Linked DNA regions of Anser cygnoides: region 1 is linked to region 2. Evidence: chromatin contacts called from public Hi-C data. All regions are on one chromosome and are shown on one strand. The core of a region is the stretch at or near the end of the contact, and the rest is flanking DNA. Distances in the headings are between cores, read along the strand shown.

Region 1 (5,126 bases), core at 1,386-3,885, 170 kb before region 2:
GATGTTTTCCACAGAGTGGGCCTGTCTCAGGGTTTTTTTGTTTGTTTTTTTTTTTAAATCAAAACACTTCCAGAAAGAGAAATGGACAAAACCATATCATTTTCCCTGTTTCCCTCCCTTTTTTCCCCCTTTCCAGTCAAGTGCTTTACCACTGTAGTGCTTTGAACAGGAAGTCAAAGCTTGTCTGGATTATTAGCCTTTTGTCAATCCCACTGAATTTTTTAATCCTCTAAAAAAATTGTTGTGTGCACTGTCTCAGGTGAAACTCTGAACTAAGCCCACCTTAAAACTAAAGTTTTTGCACATCCTACCACACTTAGAATGCACAAGCACTGCATGTTATCAGGCTGTCTAGGTACATGACTAAGGCTACTAGACACTAGCAGGAATATCAAGGGGACAGGCACTCAGTTCTGCGCACTGAGAATAAGAACTGCTGTTCCATACTCTTTAGCATACAAAATCTCAATCCATTTTCAAACAATAGGGTGTAAAACTCAGAGAAAACAGAACCAATTAGGGCAAGGAATCAGACTTATTCCTAGACATGGAGAAGGACAGCCAAAGAGTATGAGATGGATGCTAAAATAAGAGGAAAGGCAGAGATCAAAATGGGAATCAATTTGAGAGGTCTGTCTGAAACACACTTGGGGTGAACAGAAAGAGCTGTTGGCTGGTCAGGCAAAGAAACCAGCACAGAGAAGAAACAGACGAGAAACACAGAGACTGGACACAGAATGGCCAATAGGGAGACTAGGATGGGGCCTGGAAGCAACTTGGAAAATGGGTAAAACAAAGAAAAATGAGAAAAAGCCAGTCTCGATGGCAGGACAACCACCTCACAGGATGCAGAAGGAGCAGAGTCTCACAATTCGGCAAAAACATGGATTCTACTGAGAAAATGCCTTATTCCCATCTGGCATCAACCCAAATAGATTCTGTCAACCAGCTGCATTAATTAATCTAAGTGGAAGAGGTGGAAAGATCTCAAGGTTTCAATGCTGCCACTAAACTATGTGTTTAGTAAGAGGAAATAGTCTATTTTAAAACTAGTCCCAGACATGAAAATATTAGGAACATCAAAGCTAGAAACGGAGATGCTAAAAAGCTATAAAATTATAGCATTTATTTATGAAATTAAGTCAGAAACCCCTGTGTGCACAATTTATGGCACAAATTAGCAATTTGATTACACGCTGTTTTCCCAAGTATCTTCCATTTTATTTGTTAAACCTCTAGGAACTCCTCTGAAGATGTGTGAGTATCACGCAGAAAATACTTGTTCCTGAGCATACCGTGCCTCACTTGTGCAGAATTCAGGTGACACACAAGAAACACGAGGCTGAAGAAAGAAAAGATGGCACTCCATGTTTACGTAGCTGAATGTCACTCGAGAACTACAATCCATTCTCGCCTCTTGCAGGATTACTACGGGATGCAAACCCAGATGTCCGACTGCAGACCCAGCTTCCCAATACGCAGAAATAATGAGTATTCACCCACAGCTCAAGTTAATGGGGGGGGGGGGGGGCAGCAATCTTCTCGAAGTTTTGTTGCTATACAGCTTACTAGAGTGTACTCAGAAAATTAAAACCTCTGTAGCCCAAACCCTAAAATTATTATTTCCACAGCAGTACCACAACCATGAAAGTCCATGTTCTCCTCTAAGTGTTAGGTGAGTGCTTGTGCTGCTCTCATGCAACTGGTGAGCATCAAGGAAAGCACAGGGATCACAGAATATCCCAAGGTGGAAGGGAAGTTACTGACGGTGCAGTCCAAGGAGAGTTTGAGCAGAATGTGCTAAATAAAGCCTAGAATCAGGCACGAAATACCAAGTGTAAGTATTTACTAACTGTACACTGCCCATTTTATGTGTTAAATGGAGACTTAAAAAAATTCCTGACAGGGATCATTTGCTTATGTAACCTGCAAACACAGGTGAGGAAATTATCCATTGGCTCTCTCCCTTCCGTAATGAAGGATCACACATAACATTTTTGGAGACCACACCTCAAGTAAAAAAGAGTAAGGTAGGCAAAGAAGAGTAAGGATTTTAAATGGGAACACAGGGGAGAACACCTGTCTTTGGGGGCAGTCTGCAGCTTCACCAACATTAAATAACTCCCGTTGCTTTCCAGTTACATTTTACTTCACTTCCAAAGCGAGGCTAAAGTCCCTCGGAGAAGATCAATAAGTTTGCCGCCCTATTTTTGGTCATTCTTCCTAGAACCCCCTCAGGAGCCCCACCAGCCGCCGGCAGCGGGGTGCCGGGCGCCGGGCAGACGGCAGGAGCCCCGTGTGGCAGCGCCGAGCGACCTCTGGGGACACGGCTCCCCGGCGCCCCCCGGCTCCCTGCGGCCCCCCGGCACTCACTGTACTCGTCCGGCAGCAGCAGCGGCCTGAAGTAGATGGGGTACAGGGCCGCCCCCACCACGGCCACGAAGCCGCCGAAGATGCCCAGCGTGCGGCTCAGCCCCGCCATGATGGCGGCGGCCCCCTCCTCTTCCTCCTCCACCGAGGCTCCGCCGCTGCCGGTTCCGGGGCTGATGGCGGCCGCCCGGAGCCGTGCTCCTCGCCTCCCGGTGCGGCACGGGGGGACAGGACACGGCAGGCTCCCCGCAGGCCGGAGGGGACGCGAGGGCGGCGGCGGCTGCTGCTCGGGGCGAGCCGCTGCCCTGCCCGGCCGGCGGCTCCTCCTCCTCCAGGAAGCCGGATCCGCCGCAGCCCTGTCGGCCGGGCAGTGGGCAGCGCCGCCACGCCGATGGGCGCCTCCTCGTCCCCCTGCTGCTGCTGCTGAGCCGCCGCGGCAGCATGGAGCCCGCCGGGCTGCCCCGCCGCGTCCCCCCGCTCCTCCTCCTCCTCCTCACGGTGAGTGGCGAAGCACCTGCCGCGCTCCCCCCCGGGAGCCGTAAAATGGTGGCGGGGCTGAGGAACCGGCCCCGGGGGGCCGGGGGGCTCGGGGCTGGCAAGCTTTGTGTAGTGAAGCCCTTTAAACTGAACCCTTTTAGCTTGAACCCCTTTGAACTGGGCCCCTTAGGGTTGGAAGAGTGGGGTGCCTCTGGTGTCTGCCTCGGGGTGCATCAGCCGCTGGAAACAATCGCGTTGTAAAGGCGTCTGCTGAACTAAGCTTCTTTCCCCTCTTTGCTGCTGCGAAATGCAAACTCCTGTCCAAGTCTTCGTTTGTGTACCCGGTATGGGTACATAGGAGCAGGTCGGCACCCTTTTGTGGCAGGTCTCCTCTTCACACATCCTAAAAAAGCGTGACGTGGCGGGTGTGCGCAGGTAAAGGGCTGGGGTTACCTTCAGGTGTGGTGCGAACTGGTGTGATCCCAAAGGCTCATGTGGAATTTCTGCAAGGGTGAGCTCTTATCCCGCTGAGATCGTATTCCAGTGAGTGAAGGCACCGTTTCTGTGGTATTTCACCACTGCAAATGCTCAGAATTCCTACTAATTGTTGTGATTTTCTCCCACAGTGATTTTACCCCAGCACTGGTGAGATGGCTCGGGCTCACTCCCTCAGGTTCAGCAGGTTTAAGAAAAAGATCCAAGAAGAAAACTTGGACGGCTTTTACAATCAAGTTGCCCCACACAATGAAGCCTCTGTGCCTTTCTTGCTGAGCCCTGCCTGTCTCATGATACCATTTTTAATCCACCATAGCTGGCCTGTTTACTACACTGGGAAAATTTTACTTTTAAATCTCATAATCACACTCATTGTGTAATCCTTTCATCCTAGCTCTCTGTAGCCAGAGATTATGTACAATTAACCCTGTGTTGTCTGAGGTAATGCTGAGGGAAGTGATGTTTAGGGTTCCTCACAGAAAGATTTATTTAATAGGCACGCTGCCCAGTACGTGAGAGCGATGTACAGAGGTAACCAGGTGGGAACAGACTCAGCCACTGTCTAGAAAAGTTTGCTGTCCGTGGTCTGCCACAGCTGCATCGCTGTGGGATCACTCAGGGGGGTCTTTTCACTGTGTTCCTTGCTGGATGAGCATCCCGAAGGATTTATGAGGTGTGGTGCAACAGCACACCCGACTGTGCTTCGTGCATTTTTGCAGTTTGTGCCTCAATACCTGAGGCACCACAGAATACAAAGAAAAGATTCTTGACTAAGCCTGTGCGAGCCATTTTGCAGAGCGGGCACTGAGGGCAAGGCAGCTGAAGCTGACCTTATGCATCAGTGGTCACGCTTTGTCATGCTTAGGTGCTCTCGGAGCAGTTTGTACTACAAGGAGCTGGCTTTGAGTTGCCTTGGGATATCCCCACCACAGGAAAAAAAAAAAAAAAAAAAACACCACTAGCATAATTTCTGCCAGTCAGCCTTTCATTGGAAGCCGGATGGCCACATTTCACATCCTGCTGCGTCTTTGCTAATGAACCCTGCCAGACCCAAGCTGTCTTTGCTGGGAGCCAGCTCCCATATCTCTGTGCTGGAGAAACCCCTGGGAAAACTGAGAGCTGCCTGGATGATTTGTAGCTGTAAATATGTGTATGCGGTAAGCATGCAGTGGTAACACGATGATTTGTAGTGTCTACCTGGTAGACTTCAATGTTTTGTGATAACCAAATGGCATGACTTTTATAAACTGGGGGCCATGCCATAAGGAAAATCATAATAAATCATACAGATCAAGCCGTTTTCACATACTGTTTCTTGCAAGGTCAAAAAGTATTTGATAGATATGGATGGTATCCATCAAGTGGAAGAGGTTTAGCGTAATTTGTGTTTGCTGTTGTGTCTGTTCTTTAGAGATATCTATAACCATAAAAGGTTTACATAAGAAACATGTCGTAATAGTATCTCTGCCTGAGAGGTATCGGAGTCAAAATCAAGGTTCTCTAATCAGCTTTTTAATTGGTGTTTGTGCAGGTGTTTTATTGCAGGTTGTGATAGTAACTTCCAACGGACACCAACCTTTCTGCTATTCCTTTTTTATCCCCTTCAGTAGGTCCTTCATAAAACACATCATATAAACACGGATCTGCAGATAGATTTGTTATATTCAAAGGAATATTTCTGCTGCGCTTTGCCACTAGTGACTGAAATGCTAATTCAGTTTTATAGAATTTTATAGGATGGGAAATAAGACGGGGAGAGAAAGGCTGTTACTCTGAAGAGACTA
Region 2 (5,370 bases), core at 2,090-4,589:
GACACGGCAAGCAGAGAAATTCACGGAAGACAAACGTCGGAAGGGTGCCGGGGCCGCCCGCAGCCCCCGCTGGGTGCCGGCACGTACCTGCGGCGCGGCGGGGCTCCCTGCCCCAGGAGGGCCGCAGCAGGGGCTCCTCCTCGCCATCCCCCTCGGCGCCTTCCTCCTCCTCCTCCTCGTCGTCGTCCTCCTCCTCCCGCGGCTCCCCGCACAGCCTGACGGCCCCGCCGGGCGCTGCTCTGACTACCGCTGGCGGCCCGGCGTGAGGCGGCGGCTCGGCGAGGCGCAGCAGCGGCTCCTCGGGCTCCGCCATGAGGGGACGGGGACGGGGGAGGCGCCGCCGGGCTCAGGCCCCTCCGCCGCGCCCCATGGCGGCCTCGCCGCCACCGCCGGGCCCGCCGCCGCGCCGCGCATGCGCGCTGCCCGCCCCCGCCGCCCGAGGGGGCTGAGGGCGGCTGCGGGAGCCCCCTGGGGGCGCCTCAAGGCCCGGGGGTCGCGGGTGCTGTGGTGAAACAGTGCTCGGGAAACCGCGCGGGGACGGGGAGGGTCCCGCTGTAGGTTATCTGGAGGGGGGAGCTGCCCGCAGGGTGCTGGGGCAGCGGCAGGTGCTAGGGAAACGGCGCTGTGAGGCAGCGCGGGGTGTTGGGGTGCAGCGCTGCGCCGTGCTCCTCGAGGAAATCGCACCTGCCGGCCTCAAAACGCTGGTCACGCAACAAAACAGCCCTGAAACGTCTCCTTTAGCTCCAAATCCGAAGCTGGATTGGTTCCTGGACACCAATTCCCGCTCCCCAGCTCCTCTCCCACCTTACAAGATGTTCTGCACAGGCCACAGAGTGCAACTTCCAAAGGGAAGCGGAAAAGCAATGAGGGAAAACAACACCAGCGTATCATAATTGTTTGCACCTTCCCACAACCGTCCTGACACGCTCTAACTGGAAGAATTCAGTAAAGTATTCACTGAAGTGAAACCCATCAGACGGCATCAAACTGTGACCTGGATGCAGCCTCCTACATTTCCCTATACAAGGGCACTCCTCCTCAGCACAGCACTCAGAGGCATTAGTGAAATAAGACACAAAAACACATACTTGGAGTACCTTTACAGAACTGAGATTCTGGGCTGTACCAGGAGCGAGGCAGTTCTCAGCTAAAACAATTATGTGCATTTATTATTCATTATTCTCATAATTATTCATGCCATAATGATTCATTCTGTACATTACCTGGATCATGGAAAAAAAATTACTTTGCTCGGTTACTAACAAAATAAAGCCTCGCTGAAATACTTCACTTGTGTTTGTTTTGTCTCAGGTTACCTGTCAGCCAGTGGACTTTGGAACAAAGTTGGGATGTTTAGTTGTGTAATCATTAGTATCTGTAACATTTGTTAAAATCTGTTCACATTTACATTTCTGTTTCCATTCCTCTCTATTCAAAATGAACATATTCAGTCAATTGTGACTCCAAATGAATAGGCATTTTATGCCCAGTAAACAAGAATATGAAGTATACAACAACTGGATGCAATGTGCAGCGCAGAAAATTATCCTGCTTATTTTCTGCATGAAGCAAACAAAAAGGTCAGACTAAAATGAGAAACCTCTTAACATTTTGCTCAGCACATCACTACAGAAGAATGCGTCTTCCTTTAGCTACAGTAGTTGCAGTAGGTTTAGTTACAGTAGGGTGAGTTGTTAGCATTGTGTTAAACAGCTCACCCATGGGTTTCTAAAAGATTTAAGAATTATTTCTTTTGAATAAGGTAAACAAGAAATAACTCATCAGTTATTTCTTCTGCTGTAGGGATCCATCTACACATGCTAGTGTACGTGTACACACACTTAACGCTTACTTTTGATCTATTGTAATGAGAATTCTGTAACTTGCCCATGTTTTGATCTCAAGAAGCTTTTACATTGCCTCTGTCTTCAATGGTGCAGAGTTCAAATGTTACAACAGCTCATCATTCAACAAAATACACATCACCATAATAGTTATTAACAAACAATTAATTTTAAATCTGAGTAGCTAATACTCTCAATTAGCTACCTGGACTAAAATTACTAACAATTAGAGCATGCAAATAAGTTTGCTCATTTTCCTCATGCTGACACTTTTGCCTCTATCATTCTAGCCCACAGTCCGCCTTCTCATTTGTTTATAATATCAGTCTGAGCACCACGTCAAAACATTGGAACGGGACAAACAGAAAAAAAACCAACAGGGAATACATGCACAAAGGGCACTTTTTGCTTTAGGTGAGCGCCCCCTTGTGATCCTTTCAAATAAAGAACAAGCTGAATAGTTCTGTTTCTAAAATAACATCAATACAATGCCTCGTAACAGTCCAAACGCAGAATGACTATGGAGACTAAGAAGCAGGACAATTCAATTTGCAAAGCTCTTTTATGCTGAAAAGGGTAAGAAACTGTGTTAATCATAGTCTCAGCTGACAATTCAAACAGGCGTGTAAGATTACTCAGCCAAAACACCTGACAGATCCTAATCAGGGTAATTAAACATACAGAATCAAGACGGTGACTGTGTACTTTTCTCATGTTATTTAGCCACCTGAGCTTAAAAGTGTAAAACAGAAGAATCTGATAAGACTTCATCAACAAATTCAGTCGACCAGGCAGGTTAATATGAAGCCCTGGAACAAACACTCTTGTGTGTTTAATGCGCCCCTTCGTTTTTTTGCATGCTAGCCACTGGTTATTTCAGCACAGCAAAGGGCAACCTGCCAGCCCCCATGGAGTGACAAGTACAAGGGTGGGAAGGTTCCTGCCTGGTCAGGCTTTGCTGGCAATTCCTAGCAAAGATGCAAGGCCTGTCCCAGGTTTCCTACTGGCCTGTCTATTTTCCCAAATAACACAAAAAGGAAGAAAATGGGATCATTCCCAGCAGCACGTCTCCCTACCTATCACACAATTTTTGCTTTTTTTTTGCTGAACTGCCTGACTCGGGTAGGGCGGGCCTGAATTTGGCTGCATACACCACCTTGATTTACCACAGACAGCTCAACTTTGTTCGCAGAAACCTCCTGAGGAGCAAAAGGGTCTCCTTACCCTGAGGGGCACCCGAAGGGGGCGTTACGTGGCTGTTCTCTACCGCTAAACTTTTGGGGGAAGCACACCCCAGCCAGCTCTCCTCGGCCAACAAGTCTACCTCCCTCGGGGTTCGCTCCCCGAGGGCCGGGCAGCCGCCGGCCGCCACCTCGGTCCTCAGAGGAGCCGAGGAGGGGAAATGGAGGCCCGCAGCGGCGCGGAGCAGCCCGACACCTCTCGGCGGCACCCGGAACGGGCCCGGCCTCCGCCAGGGGAGGGCCGCCGGAGCAGCCAGGCGGCGCATGCGGCTCCGCGGGGCGGGCAGCGGCCGGCCGCGCTAAGAGCGGCGGTGGAGGCGAACCCGCTCCGCACCGCTCCGCTGAGGGGGAGCCGGGCTTCGCCCCCCGGCCATGAACGCGGAGAACTTCGGCTCCAGCGAGCGCCTGGTGGCGGCGGCCTACGTGCGCCAGGGGGCGCAGGGCCGCCGCGGCCATGAGCTGCTCCTGCGGGCCCTGCTGGAGCAGGTAACCGCAGTGCCGCCCCCCGGCCCGGCCCCGGCTCCGGCTGAGCCCGGGGGGCTCCGAGCTGGGGCCGGGATCTCGGGCAGGGAGGTCCCGGGAGAGCGGCGTGCCCGGACCTGCTGCCACGGGCCGGCCCGGGCCGCCCGGCGGGGGTGGGGGCGAAGGGCTGCCTCAGGGCTGCCTCAGGGCTGCCTCAGGGCCTCAGGGCGCGCGGGGCTGAGGGAAGGTGGCAGGCAGCCAGATTGTTTCGAAATGCGTTGATAACGAAATTAAATCCCTCTCGTGAGGTGCCGGAGGGATGTGTTTCTTTGTCTCCGGAGCCATTGTCGATGGTTTCTTGAATGTTTCAAACGTTTTCATTAGTCACATCATCCACCATGACAGACTTCGCTTTCATACAACACGTTTAACCTAAAAATACGATTGAATTAGCTTTGTTACCGAAAGCAAAAACAAAACAACAACAAAAACCACTAAACTTTGATTTGCAATAGGAATGCTTTACAAGTTTACAGTGCCTTTCCTTTGAGGGTCTTCTCTGTACTTCACCAAGATGACTGCGGTTCTAACACCGAGAGGAGCACACAAAACTCTGTATCTGCTTCCAGCCCTATACAAATTACTTTCAGAAGGTAGTTAAGTCTTGAAGTATTAGGGTAATAACTGGAAAGGAAACTACGTGGATAGGAAGATGAGTTACAGCTGAAACTATATTCCGCTTATAATTAGTATTTTTGTTACTATTATCCCAATTATCTCGTTTTCACCCAGTTTGCCCTGCTGAACTTCTGCAGTGTTAAGCCTGTGTGTGGAGTATACATCAAATAATCCATAGTCTAGGGAGCAATTAGCATGTATGTGCTGCAGTGGTGGTGTGTGTACCTTAAAGGGTACTTGAAAGTGAAAAATACTCTGACTATTTTAATATCAGGATATGCTAACGGTAATTGTGTTGAATATATGGAAAAATCATTATTTAACATTTCTCTGAATACAAGTTTGTAACACTAGGTAACAAAAAACAGAAAGCAGAATCAAAATACAAACTACAGTTCAGCATGGAGAAGAAGGGTAACATCAATCAACCAGATTACATAAAGATGTGTTTGTTCTTAATTTCCAAGTTTAGGAGTTATCTTTATATTATTATTAAGGGAAAGTGTCCTGAAGATGGATGGGATGAAAGCACCATTGAACTGTTTCTTCATGAGCTTGCCATAATGGATAGCAATAACTTCCTGGGCAACTGCGGTGTGGGTGAGAGGGAAGGAAGAGTGGCGTCAGGACTTGTAGCCCGAAGGCATTATAGGTACACCTTATTGGCAGTTTGAATTATTCTGTTTTATTATTAATGTTTCCAAAGTGCTTATTTTACTGTCAATTGTTATCTGAGACCTAGATAGCATTTGAGAAAAATAGTATAATGCAATATTGACTTGATGCAACTTTCTGTATTAAATTTTCATTAATAACTCATTGGAAAGTCTTGAATGTAACAAAAATCTTTTGTCAGGGTTATGTCCTGTATGCTGAAGTGATAGAAGCCTGAGTTGTCGAATTGATTGAATGCAAGGAGAGATCTTCCTGCTTTAAAATAATTCATGCATTACTTGCCTTTTTAACGCTGTGCAGCTCTTCTTCTGTGTATTATTCAAAAGTACTGAATGTTGTAGTTCTAAAGTATTGAACGTTCCTAGTGAACAGCTAGTTGTATTTTTAATGTTCATTAATATATTTATAATGTGATAAGTTGATATGCACATAAAAACTCAGTCTATTTAAAATTTATATATGAAGTAAGC

The links. A called contact is a pair of places that touch in the nucleus more often than the background predicts.
Region 1: a Hi-C map of liver shows a contact between it and region 2, with 2.2 times the contacts expected there. The contact joins the promoter of SEL1L3 here to the promoter of SEPSECS in region 2. A contact is called at or near these places in 2 of 7 Hi-C or Micro-C datasets (both in liver).

Annotation. Positions count from the first base shown.
Region 1 is chr4:19,392,676-19,397,801 of Taihu_goose_T2T_genome, reverse strand. It overlaps SEL1L3 (SEL1L family member 3), which reads left to right and starts at 2,635. Exons shown (of 24, transcript XM_048046822.2): 1 at 2,635-2,868. The coding sequence starts at 2,812. SMIM20 (small integral membrane protein 20) reads right to left here and starts at 2,506. Exons shown (of 4, transcript XR_010830988.1): 1 at 2,374-2,506.
Region 2 is chr4:19,225,967-19,231,336 of Taihu_goose_T2T_genome, reverse strand. It overlaps SEPSECS (Sep (O-phosphoserine) tRNA:Sec (selenocysteine) tRNA synthase), which reads left to right and starts at 3,339. Exons shown (of 11, transcript XM_048046833.2): 1 at 3,339-3,571; 2 at 4,723-4,877. The coding sequence starts at 3,458. PI4K2B (phosphatidylinositol 4-kinase type 2 beta) reads right to left here and starts at 408. Exons shown (of 10, transcript XM_013180980.3): 1 at 88-408. The coding sequence starts at 313.